Regions from separate parts of the Gossypium arboreum genome. Here region 2 is linked to region 1. Evidence: chromatin contacts called from public Hi-C data. All regions are on one chromosome and are shown on one strand. Each heading gives the region's core, a stretch centred on a gene start, on an enhancer-like site or on the middle of the called end of the contact. The rest is flanking DNA. Distances are from core to core; before and after follow the strand shown. Region 1 holds the start of LOC108466598 (GDSL esterase/lipase At5g18430-like). Region 2 holds the start of LOC108472946 (dehydration-responsive element-binding protein 2D-like).

Region 1 (5,400 bases), core at 1,336-3,835:
TTTCAAAATTTTTAATTAAATTATTATGTGGTTATATATAATTTAAAAACAGATTTTTAATTTTAAAAAATAAGAAAGTTAAATTCTTTACTTTTATGTTTAAATATTTATTCTATAATTTTAGATAAACAAATAATAAAATCCAGGATCAACCGTACAAATTACGTGCGTAAGATTTAGTGTAAAGTGAGTGGGTTAGGTGTCATTGTTTTCTAACTTTTGCATGGTAAAGCACGGAATGAAGGGGTGAAGGGAATGAATTCATTTTGGCAGCAATTGTAAAAAGTAACGGAAAGAGAATCTGGGTAAACTACTCCATCATTGTTTTTATTTTCATAATTTTAAAAATATTAATTTTTTACTTTAAAAAGAAATTATTAAATTGGTCACTTTACCATTAAATAATAACAGAAAGATTAATTGTGTATTTTCACATATTATTTTAGATAACTAAAATAGAAATGCCTATTTAGAGTAGTTTATCCTAATTTTAGAATAATTAACAAAAAATATATAATCAGTATTTTATTACCATTTAATGATAAAATGACAAATTTAATTAATTTTGTTGTGATTAAATTAATAAAAATTAAAATAACTAAAATAAGAACCACATCTATTTAGAGATATTTAATGGGATAGTTTACCGGAGAAAACTTCACTATAATCGGCTAAGAGAAGCTTTGGAGAAAGGCCTCCAAACCGTGAGCTTTTATCATCAATTCGTAAGAATTTGGCAAAAAACTTTACTAAGATCTCATCTTCAAAATAATCTACTATACATTACCCATTAATTAATTGTAAAAGTTGAGGTTTTGTTTTTAGGATTACACAAGGAAGGTGAGAAGATAGTTGTTATATTTGTATATATTCATGTATTTATTGTATAGTTATGTAGTAATTAAAGTTAATACAGTTAACTCTTTTTATAATACCACTATTTGTCAGTTAAGATTTTATTTGTTATAGAAAGACGGTTATAACTATTATAGAGAGAATTGTTGTAAACTTATTATAAAATTCATATTATGAATTTCATCAAAAGAAAAAGTAAGAATTAAATTTAAAAAAAAAAAGAAAGTGAAAATCAAACCAACAAAATTAAATGGCGTATAGCATATGCATGCATTGTTGCTTTTATGCGTATTTTATTTTACATTCTTTTATGTGAGTGACCAATTAAATTAATTAATTTGTCATTAGTTATTAAATTGAAGTAATCAACTTATGAGCTTATAATGTTCCAAATTTGTAGTATAATATTTAATTAAAAATTTAACAATTTATTGAATTGATATATTTAATTTCCCTCATTGAATATTATTTCATTTAATAAAATATGGTTAATAGGGTTTTTCATATGAAATTTAAACATTTTATTGAAATAAGATCTTTTTTAATAAATTATAATTAACATGCTTGTTTATATAAAATAATTATAATTTTACGTAATATTTTTTACAATATGTTGTTATAGAGAATTAATTTAATAAAATGATGCACTTCATAACTATGGTTGATGCTTTTATAGTGAAATTTTTTATAAGAATATATTTTATTTTTATAAAAATTTTAAAATTATCCTTTCAAATCCTAATGGAAGAAAATATTTTGTGATGATTAATTTACAACCATGACAGTTTATATATTATCAATTTATCATCTATAAAATTAAAGCTTAATAACAAATTAATTTTATGTTATAAATTCATATCATCATAATTGCCATATATGTGTGATGTTTTTATAATTGACATGAAGTTGTTTCACATGAGAAATTTCCCTCCAAAAATTAAGAGCATCCTTGTTAAGGATCATCTAGGAATTACTCCAAAAATATACATAAATGCATCCCTTCTAACTCACACCTGCAAGTAAGCCAATTCATGGTGCCGATATGTTAGCTCATTTGATGGGACTTCCAGATCTTCCCTAATGCTATAATCAGTTGTTTGCAATAAAAACAAAATTTAAAGCTGTCAAGTCAAGGTTACTAATGTAGTTTGAACAACTATGTTTCCCAATTTGTGTTCCAATCATTACAATGAGAAGAAAAGCAGGCTTTTAGAAAGAAATTAAGCCAACCCATTTCCTCAATCATACTGATGTTTCTTCTTGTACAAGATCAAAAGTATAGAAAGCTTCATTGTAAGAAAACGGTATCACTTGTTTCAAGATTTAAACCTTTCATCCTCTGTTTATCTGGAAAGTGTTAATGGTTAAAACGATGACTTTGAATGGTATTGTTATGATTAAATGCAATGCCAAGGCTCAAGCATCTTATAAATTCATATCTAACCTATAGCTAGTCCTGTGTGACCCAGAAGCAGTTGCCAGGCGGGACAGATCATTGTCATGTAAAATGCAACACTAGCAATAAATTCTCCTGGAAAAGGTGCCATTCCATCTTCATATCTCTTGGCGGTGATTCAAAAAGCAATAGCAAAAGTTGCTGCAAATAGTATATACAACTACCAAAAACAGCTCGCTTTTCTTGCCTTCTAGCTTCTCTTTAATTCAATGGTGGCTGAAGTTCCAGCTCTATAAAGCGAACCCCCCTCCCCCCATGAGTTTTCCTATTCACATAGAAAACTCTTCTTTGGTTTTCTTGTGATAATGCTAATGGCTTCTTCATCAACATTTACCCATTTTTTGATGGTTTTGCTTTTCCTGTTGGCCTTTGGGAGCATTGCTTCCTTAGCTGACGCTCGTGCATTCTTTATTTTTGGTGATTCACTTGTTGATAGTGGCAACAACAACTACCTTACAACAACTGCCCGTGCAGATGCACCGCCTTACGGAATCGATTATCCGACTCGAAGACCTACCGGGCGCTTCTCTAATGGCCTTAACATCCCAGACTTGATTGGTTAAGTTTCTAGTCAAGTTATTCTCTTTTTGTTTCTTTAATGTTGTTATCTTGTCTCCGCAGACAACATAAATATATGCTACATCAATGCTTGCCTGCAGGTCAGAAAATTGGGTTATCAGAATCCCCATTGCCATGTTTGAGCCCAGAGTTCAATGGGAAAAAGCTGCTTATTGGTGCCAACTTCGCCTCAGCTGGTGTGGGAATCCTTAATGATACTGGTGTTCAATTTGTAAGTCAGTCAGCAGCTAAGCAACCTCATCATACTTCATCAACACTGCCAGCGTTGTAACATTTTAACCCAAAATGTTGATATTACAGGTAAACATACTAAGAATGTATAGACAGCTTGAGTTGTTTCAAGAATACAAGCGAAGATTGTCGGGTCAAGTAGGATCAAGGCAAGCTCATAAACTTGTAAACCAAGCACTCGTACTCATCACAGTAGGTGGTAATGACTTCGTCAACAACTACTACTTGGTGCCTTACTCTGCAAGATCTCGCGAATACAAATTACCTGATTATGTCAAGTTTCTAATTTCGGAATATCGAAGACTTTTGATGGTATATTAACTCTTTCGACTTCTTTTACCTACTATGCACTGGCACTCACAAGAATGTCGGGAATATTTTAAAGACATGAACAATGTTAGTTCGTAAACATGTGAAGGAGAAACAGCATTTAGCTTGCACCATGCACGTGTTTTATTTGTAGTTTGTGAACCCCATTTTGTTCATCATTATTCATGCAGAGGCTATACAAGCTGGGAGCCCGAAGGGTTCTAGTGACGGGGACTGGACCAATGGGTTGTGTCCCGGCAGAACTGGCAATGCGGGGCACCAATGGCGGATGCTTCGAAGAACTACAACGCGCTGCATCTTTGTACAATCCACAACTTGTTGAGATGTTAAATGGACTGAACAAGAAGATTGGCAAAGATGTCTTCATTAGTGCAAATACTCAAAGAATGCACAATGATTTCGTTAGTGACCCTCGAGCCTTCGGTACTTTCCTAGCTTCCCCAAATCTCAACATTCCCCCGTCATTATTATTTCTTTTTTAAGTTAACCTGACTCTTTGTGATGGTTGGAACAGGATTCGTAACATCACAGATAGCCTGTTGTGGACAAGGACCTTACAATGGACTTGGTCTCTGCACTCAGCTGTCAAATTTATGTCCCAACAGAGCTCTCTATGCATTTTGGGATCCATTCCATCCATCAGAGAAGGCTAACAGATTGATTGTGGAACAAATAATGACTGGATCCAATGAGTACATGCACCCCATGAATCTCAGCACCATCATGGCCATGGATTCCAGGATCTGACATCAGCGCTATTTTCTTCTTTTTCATCATCTGGGTGTTCCGTAATAATCTGTTTCTTTCAACTGTCATAAATGTTATATTTCGAGCCGGTTTGCCTTTGTTTTGTGTTGAATGTAATGGGGAATTCAAATGATGCACATGCATTTGTAATGAATTGATGATTGTTAAAACCTCTTGCGCAATATCCTTGGGCATTGATGGCTAGATAGCCTGTTTATAGGGAGTAATAACTGGGAAATTTATCTTTTGAAATATATAATACAGCTCCACAAGAAAATTTAAGATAGGATGATATATACTTAATTGATATTTTAAAAATAAAAAAAATAAATGAGATATATAGTTGCATTTTAACCTATATCAAATAATAAATTTATAAGAATATATGAAAGAACAAATTATAAATAGTAAAGTTGAGAGTCACGATATTTTGGTGTCTTGTGCTCAAATGTTATATTAGAATATTAAAAATAAAAATATTCTCATAAGAATATTTATTATTTCTTAAATAAAAGATTTTCCGTATAATGTTAAAATTAGTCCTTAACATTTATTTTTTTCAATTTAGCTCTTTTATAGTTAAATTTTACTTCTAACTTTAAGAAAAGAAGAAGTTATATTTGACCATCAACCATTTAAAAGGAATTGAATTGCTGTTTTTAATAGAAATACTGTTAATTTTTAAACATGGTAGCTTGTATAGCAATCCACATGTACTTCATGTTAGTGGTTTTTTTTTTCATAAGCATTATATATATATATATATATATATATATATATATATATGCTGAAATTTTTAAATATTTTGTTGGCATGACATATAAAATAAATAGTACCATGTCAACATAAAATACATGTAGATTGTCACACCAACATCGTTAAAAATTAATATTTTAGTCAATATTTTCGTTAAAAATAATTTAACTCTTTTTTTTTAAACCTAAGGGTCAAATTTAACTAAAAAAGATAAGTATTAAATTTAACTAAAAACATTGAAATTATGCAAAAATAATAATAATAACATTTTGTATTGAATTATCTTGCGATCGACTCTTATACCAAATTAATAGAACTTGATTAAAAAGAGTGAGAATGTAGCAGAATTTCATTTGACCCTAGTTTTTCTTTTTAATCTGGGAACGAATTAGATTTTTTTAAAAAATAACTGAAACCATGTAGGTGCTAGAATCAATTAATAATTT
Region 2 (5,719 bases), core at 2,875-5,374, 480 kb before region 1:
TATCTTATCTTTTGTTGGATATGACAGTTGGTTTAATCATTAAATCTTTCTCTACAAATTTTGCCATCTCTATATTACAACTCAATATGTGTTTAGCATGATTTTTAGCAGTACAAAAGTGCTAAAGAATAGGTTATGTACATTTAAAGCATTTTCTAAAAGTAAAGGCGAATTTAAAAGAAAAATTAGTAGGGTTGGTTGAAATATAAATTTTAAGATATCAAAATATAATTTTATCATTTATTAATTTATGATTTCATTATTTCTAAAAGAATTGAATATATAATTTTTTTCTCATTTTTAAAGGATCGAAATACAACTTTTCCATATGCTAACTTAAAATTTCATTATTTAAAATAAAACTAATTGAATATTTTCAATTTTTTTGGGGTGGAAGACTGTTGCATACTATTTAAATTCACCTATGTTTTAAAGGAAAATGATGATCATTATTTACAATAAATATAGAGGTTTTGAAAAACAAAAGAAGCTCTATTTTTCACCTTCTTTTCTTCTTTTTCAACGTGTGGTAATCTTCTTTGAGGTAGCTTTTTTTTTTTGGGGGGGGGGAGGGTACTATCTTGTGATAAATAGATGATTATTCTAGTGTTTGTTATTTTTTTTTTGGTTAGTCTGATTGTTATCATCCATTGAAATCTATGAAGCAAAATGTGCATATCACATTTGTATTTCGCAATTTTGGCCTCCAAATGCTATGAATTTTGTTTCCATGATTATAATTAGCATTTGAATGTAATTAAATTAATTTTTAATCATTAATAAAAAGATATAATATAATTATCGCATCTTAATGAACTCAACGAAACGTTAATGTCTTGATTTAGTTTGCAATTGTTTTTACTTAATACCATCTCTACACAATTATTATGTAAGAATCATACATTCACTAATAGATTAATGCACCTTCATATTCAGTAAGTTATTAAGATTTTTGGTTGAATTTTTCCAAATGAGCCTTTTGCCATAATGTTAAAATTTTCTATTGATAAGAAAACTTATTATGTGTCATTTTCTTTACTTATTTTCTATTCTAGCATTCATTTTTTTTCAATATGTTGATATTTATTTGTAATAGGTAAGTGCAACATTCAAAAGTGCGAAGACAAAAGCAATATAGGATAGGAGGCTAACAGTAATATTACTATACAATAGGCATAATAATAAAGAATATCATTTTTACATTCTATTTAATTTTTTATCTCTTTTAATTTTAAGCATAAAAATATTTTTAAAAATTTAAAATTAATTAATTCATACTGTACATCAAGATGGGTGAGAGGTGTTACACCATCTCATTATCACATTCAAGAATTTCATATTAGAAAATTACCTCCTATGCAATCGAAATACTATCAAAAGCTCCTCAAAATTAAAATTTACTTGAGAGTGAAAAGAAAATTGAGAAAATGGAAAATTAAAAATATAACTTTTTTTACTATAGTGTGCTTGATAGAACAGATAAAAAAATTAAAAGAAAAAATAAATTTTTTTCTATCCACTATTTCGTAGAGTTGAAAAAATAAAAGGAATGAGAAATAAAACTTATAAAAAAAAATCCGTAATTTTGAACTATCTTGCACTCTCCTTTTATTTTTTCTTCCCTTATCATTCCAATTTAGAAAGATTATTTTTTGTGCATTAGTATAAAAAATGATCGCATCTTTCCTATTTTCTTTCCTTCATTTTTTTTTACATTTTTCTTCTTTCTCTTTCTATCCTTTCACTTTTTTCACTCAACTAAGCACACCCTTAATATTATAATTGCCGACTCAAAATTATACATCATGATTCGCCATTGGACAAATAATTGATTTTTAACTTTACTGTGGAGTTAAAAAGCTCTACTGCCTATAATCTCTTAAGTCTTAATAATTTTTTTGCTAGATTAAGCGTTAACATTAAGTTTGATATACATTCCATTCATATCATTTTTAGGTTAAATTATGTCATAATTATTTGTATTATTTGTAAATTTGAAGTTTGGTTTTGAATTTTTGTTTTAGGAATTTAGTCCCTCTATTTTTAGATTTCAAAATTCAAGTCCAATTGATAATCTGTTAAAATTATTTTGTTAAATTTAAATTCATTACAACATCATTTTAGTTATATTGCTAACAAGTATATATTTTTATTTCAAAATATCAAACCAACAAAGTTTAAAAAAATTAATAGTGTTAACAATTGAACTTAAATTTTGAAATTAAAAAAAAAACTAAAGTTTCAAAAATAAAATCACAAGGAATAATTTCAAATCTGTGAAAAGTATAGAGACCAATGGCATATTTTAATATATTTTTATGTGATTTTGCTTTTTAATTAATTTTCATATAATTTTATGTTATGTATTAATTCATTTACATCTTACATAATTGATGATGATGATTATTCTATATTAACTTAAATCAATCTACTTAAAATGGAATCATTATATTTACTCTATATTTAATTTAACAAACTTCTAATATTACATGGGTTGCATATAATTTTACTCATTTAATATTTAATCAAATTTTAAATATTATATTTTTAATTGTAGTATAATATTATTATTTGAATTATTAAATATAATTAAATATATTAACTTATCAATTTAAATTTTATAATAGAAAATTTTCAAATCAATATAGTTTTACTTTAGATAATTAATGCAAAGTAACATTATTCAAAACAATAGTTGATTAACATAAAAACTCTAATATATTAATTAAGTGATAATTAAAATGCTTAGAATTTTATTCAAGTAATAACTCTATTTTATAAATAAAATTAGGACAACTTTTTTTACATCAAAATTTTTAACTAGTAATTGTAATTTAAGTTATAATTATCACAATTTTTTTTATATTTTATGCTTATAGTTTTATTCAAGTAATAACTCTATTTTAAAATTAGCACAATATTTTTAACTAATAACTGTAAATTAAATTATAATTATCACAATTTCTATTAAATATTAATTCTTTTAAATGTATAATTACCACAACTTCTATTTATTTTAAAATAAAATTTAGTAATATGATAGAAAATAAAGGATATTCTCATCAGTCATTCATGCATTTAATATTTAATTAGTTTTAAAATATTGTATTTTAATTGCAGTAATTAGCATCAAAAATATTTTTATTTGAATTATTGAATATAATTAAAATATATTCATTTATTAATTTCAAAGTTTCTTTTATACATTGCAAGTCTTTCTTTTTGTACATTGTAAGTATTGAACTTAGTATTCAGATCTTCCTTTTATCTTTAAAATTAATCTAAACTAGTAATTTTATATATTATAGAATTATAGAAATATAGAGATTTAGTAAACTAGTATTTCAAAACTCAAACTTTAATGACTTTTGTGTTTCACATAATCAAATCACACAATCTCCTCAGATAATTTTACAGCATCACCAACTACCAAGAAAAAAAAGGAACTAAACACTTGCATAATTTATGAGAACTAGGAAGAAACAAAAGAGTTCTCTTCCTTTTTTGTATAGGGACATGGAAGTGGGCTAAAGATAAAGGCATAAGCAGATATATTGTTCACCCCCACGGTTCATTGAAGAGGTCAGCAATTGTCTTCAAGCTTCAACCACATCCATGATACGTGTTAATTATATTAATATAAAAGATATGAAGTTGAAAATCATGCTTGTTTCAAAGGCAGAGCCAACAATTCAATGTTCCCCGAAACCAGGACCTAATATATTTGATATTTCCCATTCTTTATTGAAGAAACAAAAATCCCAGTAATAATATAAAGCTAACAGGTGGCTTTTCCTTCATCGTCTGTCACTGACATGTGCCCTAATCATCTTCAATGTTTGGAGAACATATCATATATATTCATGGAAGTTCGTTTTTTCCTTTCTCTGAAAAAAAAAAAGAAAACTAATTAATTTAATCAGCTCCTTAAGGATGAAGGACTTCACTAGATTGAAGACAAGTGTTTTTGTCAACTTGACACTGGTCTTATCTGGATAATTAGATCTCATGCAAAGCCAACAGCCAAGCAGTTCCTTTACATGTGTCAAAACCCAGTTCCTTTGACTCAAATGAAACTTCCACCGTCGGGTTATTTGGTTCCCTTTAAAATCCCAGTAACTTAGTGTAGCCTTTTGATCTTTGGTAGCGCAAAATTTTACAATGGAAGCTCAAGGCAAAACAAATGGGGAGAGGCCTTCCATGGGGAAATCAAGGAAAGGTTGCATGAGAGGGAAAGGGGGTCCTGAAAATGCTATGTGTAGATATAGGGGAGTGAGGCAAAGGACTTGGGGCAAATGGGTGGCTGAGATCCGTGAACCAAATCGAGGCAGTAGGCTTTGGCTTGGAACTTTCAATACATCTTTTGAAGCTGCACTGGCTTATGATGCAGCAGCTAGGAAATTGTATGGTTCATCAGCTAAACTCAACCTTCCCCAACCTCATGATGATCATCAAACCCCTTGTTTTACCTCTTTGCCTGGAAATTTTGTTGCTTCATGCAAAGAAACTGGACTAACAATGAGACAGCCTCTGGGGAATGGTCTTTGTGTTGTGGAGTCACCACCAGGTTCTAGTGTGAGTTCTTCTCAAAGTAGTGAAGAGAGGATGGTGAGAAGAGAAATAAATACCAATGAGTTTAAGGGGTCAAGTCTAGGTGATGATGGGGAGGAAGTATTTAATTGGCCTGAGTTTTCATTAGAGAATGATTTCTTGGAAATGAGCGATATTGATGTTTTGATGGGTCAAGAGTTTAGGGATAATTGGAATGGAAATGAAATTGCTGGAATCCAGAACCAATGGTTCTTTTAAGCTTTTTTAGGTGTAAAACTTTTCAAGCTTCCTTGCACATTTTGAGGGCTTGAGAGATCCATAGGATGGTGAAGTAATGCATAGTTTCAAGGGTCTGTTTCTTTTTCTTTTCTTAGTTCCTCGCTGCCATTGAAGCAGCTTCTCTGTATTTTTTTATCTGCTTCAACAATGGCACTTAAACTTGCAGCTAACTGCAGTTTTTTTTTTCTTTCCAAATGGGAAGTTCGTTTGCTTTGAGACTGAGGAGGGATGTCCTGCCTTGCTGGTGCGTCTAGTCCTTTGGTTTTTTAGGAGATTCAGACCTGTGTTATGATGCTGTTCTGGTTTGTGCTATGCTGTCTCGATAGCAAACCTGGCTATTTGGGTGTTTGAGGTCTTATCCTCTTTTTTTATTATTATTAATAATAAAATTATTTCCCTGAGCTAAGCAAAAGAAAAAAAGAACAAGAGCATTGATATTACTATGTTTATATGTTATAACAGTATGATATCAAAGATCTGGAATGTTGAGACATATTTTATGGGGGTAAAGAGGAAGGTAAAAAGTTTGCAAACAGCTAAAATGATTACAACGTAGTAACCATCAACTTGTTTGACACTCATTAGTTGCTGTAAAAATAAATAACGAAACGACATAATGATGCACAGAACAAGTGAATAAGTATAACCAACAACTTTTGCAGGGCAAAAGCTTCCTCTGTTTCTGCTATTTTAGGAGCCAATGACTAAACCGTACCCATCATGACGTGACTCAACTAGCCAAAGTTCAAATTACAAAAAACAATACCTTACAACCTAGTTCTGCAGGGGCAGCGATGTTTACATATAGCTACTGTTACCAACTTTTGTTTCTATGAATCTGTAACGATATTACATATTACAAAAGAAATTATCATTGTTTCTATAGGAT

The links. A called contact is a pair of places that touch in the nucleus more often than the background predicts.
Region 2: a Hi-C map of leaf shows a contact between it and region 1, with 3 times the contacts expected there. The contact joins the promoter of LOC108472946 here to the promoter of LOC108466598 in region 1. A contact is called at or near these places in 2 of 5 Hi-C or Micro-C datasets (both in leaf).

Annotation. Positions count from the first base shown.
Region 1 is chr11:111,309,246-111,314,645 of ASM2569848v2, reverse strand. It overlaps LOC108466598 (GDSL esterase/lipase At5g18430-like), which reads left to right and starts at 2,585. Exons shown (of 5, transcript XM_017766985.2): 1 at 2,585-2,869; 2 at 2,971-3,101; 3 at 3,191-3,433; 4 at 3,622-3,874; 5 at 3,966-4,352. The coding sequence starts at 2,617. The coding sequence ends at 4,198.
Region 2 is chr11:111,794,872-111,800,590 of ASM2569848v2, reverse strand. LOC108472946 (dehydration-responsive element-binding protein 2D-like) reads left to right here and starts at 4,124. Exons shown (of 2, transcript XM_053022260.1): 1 at 4,124-4,901; 2 at 5,033-5,231. The coding sequence starts at 4,162. The coding sequence ends at 4,809.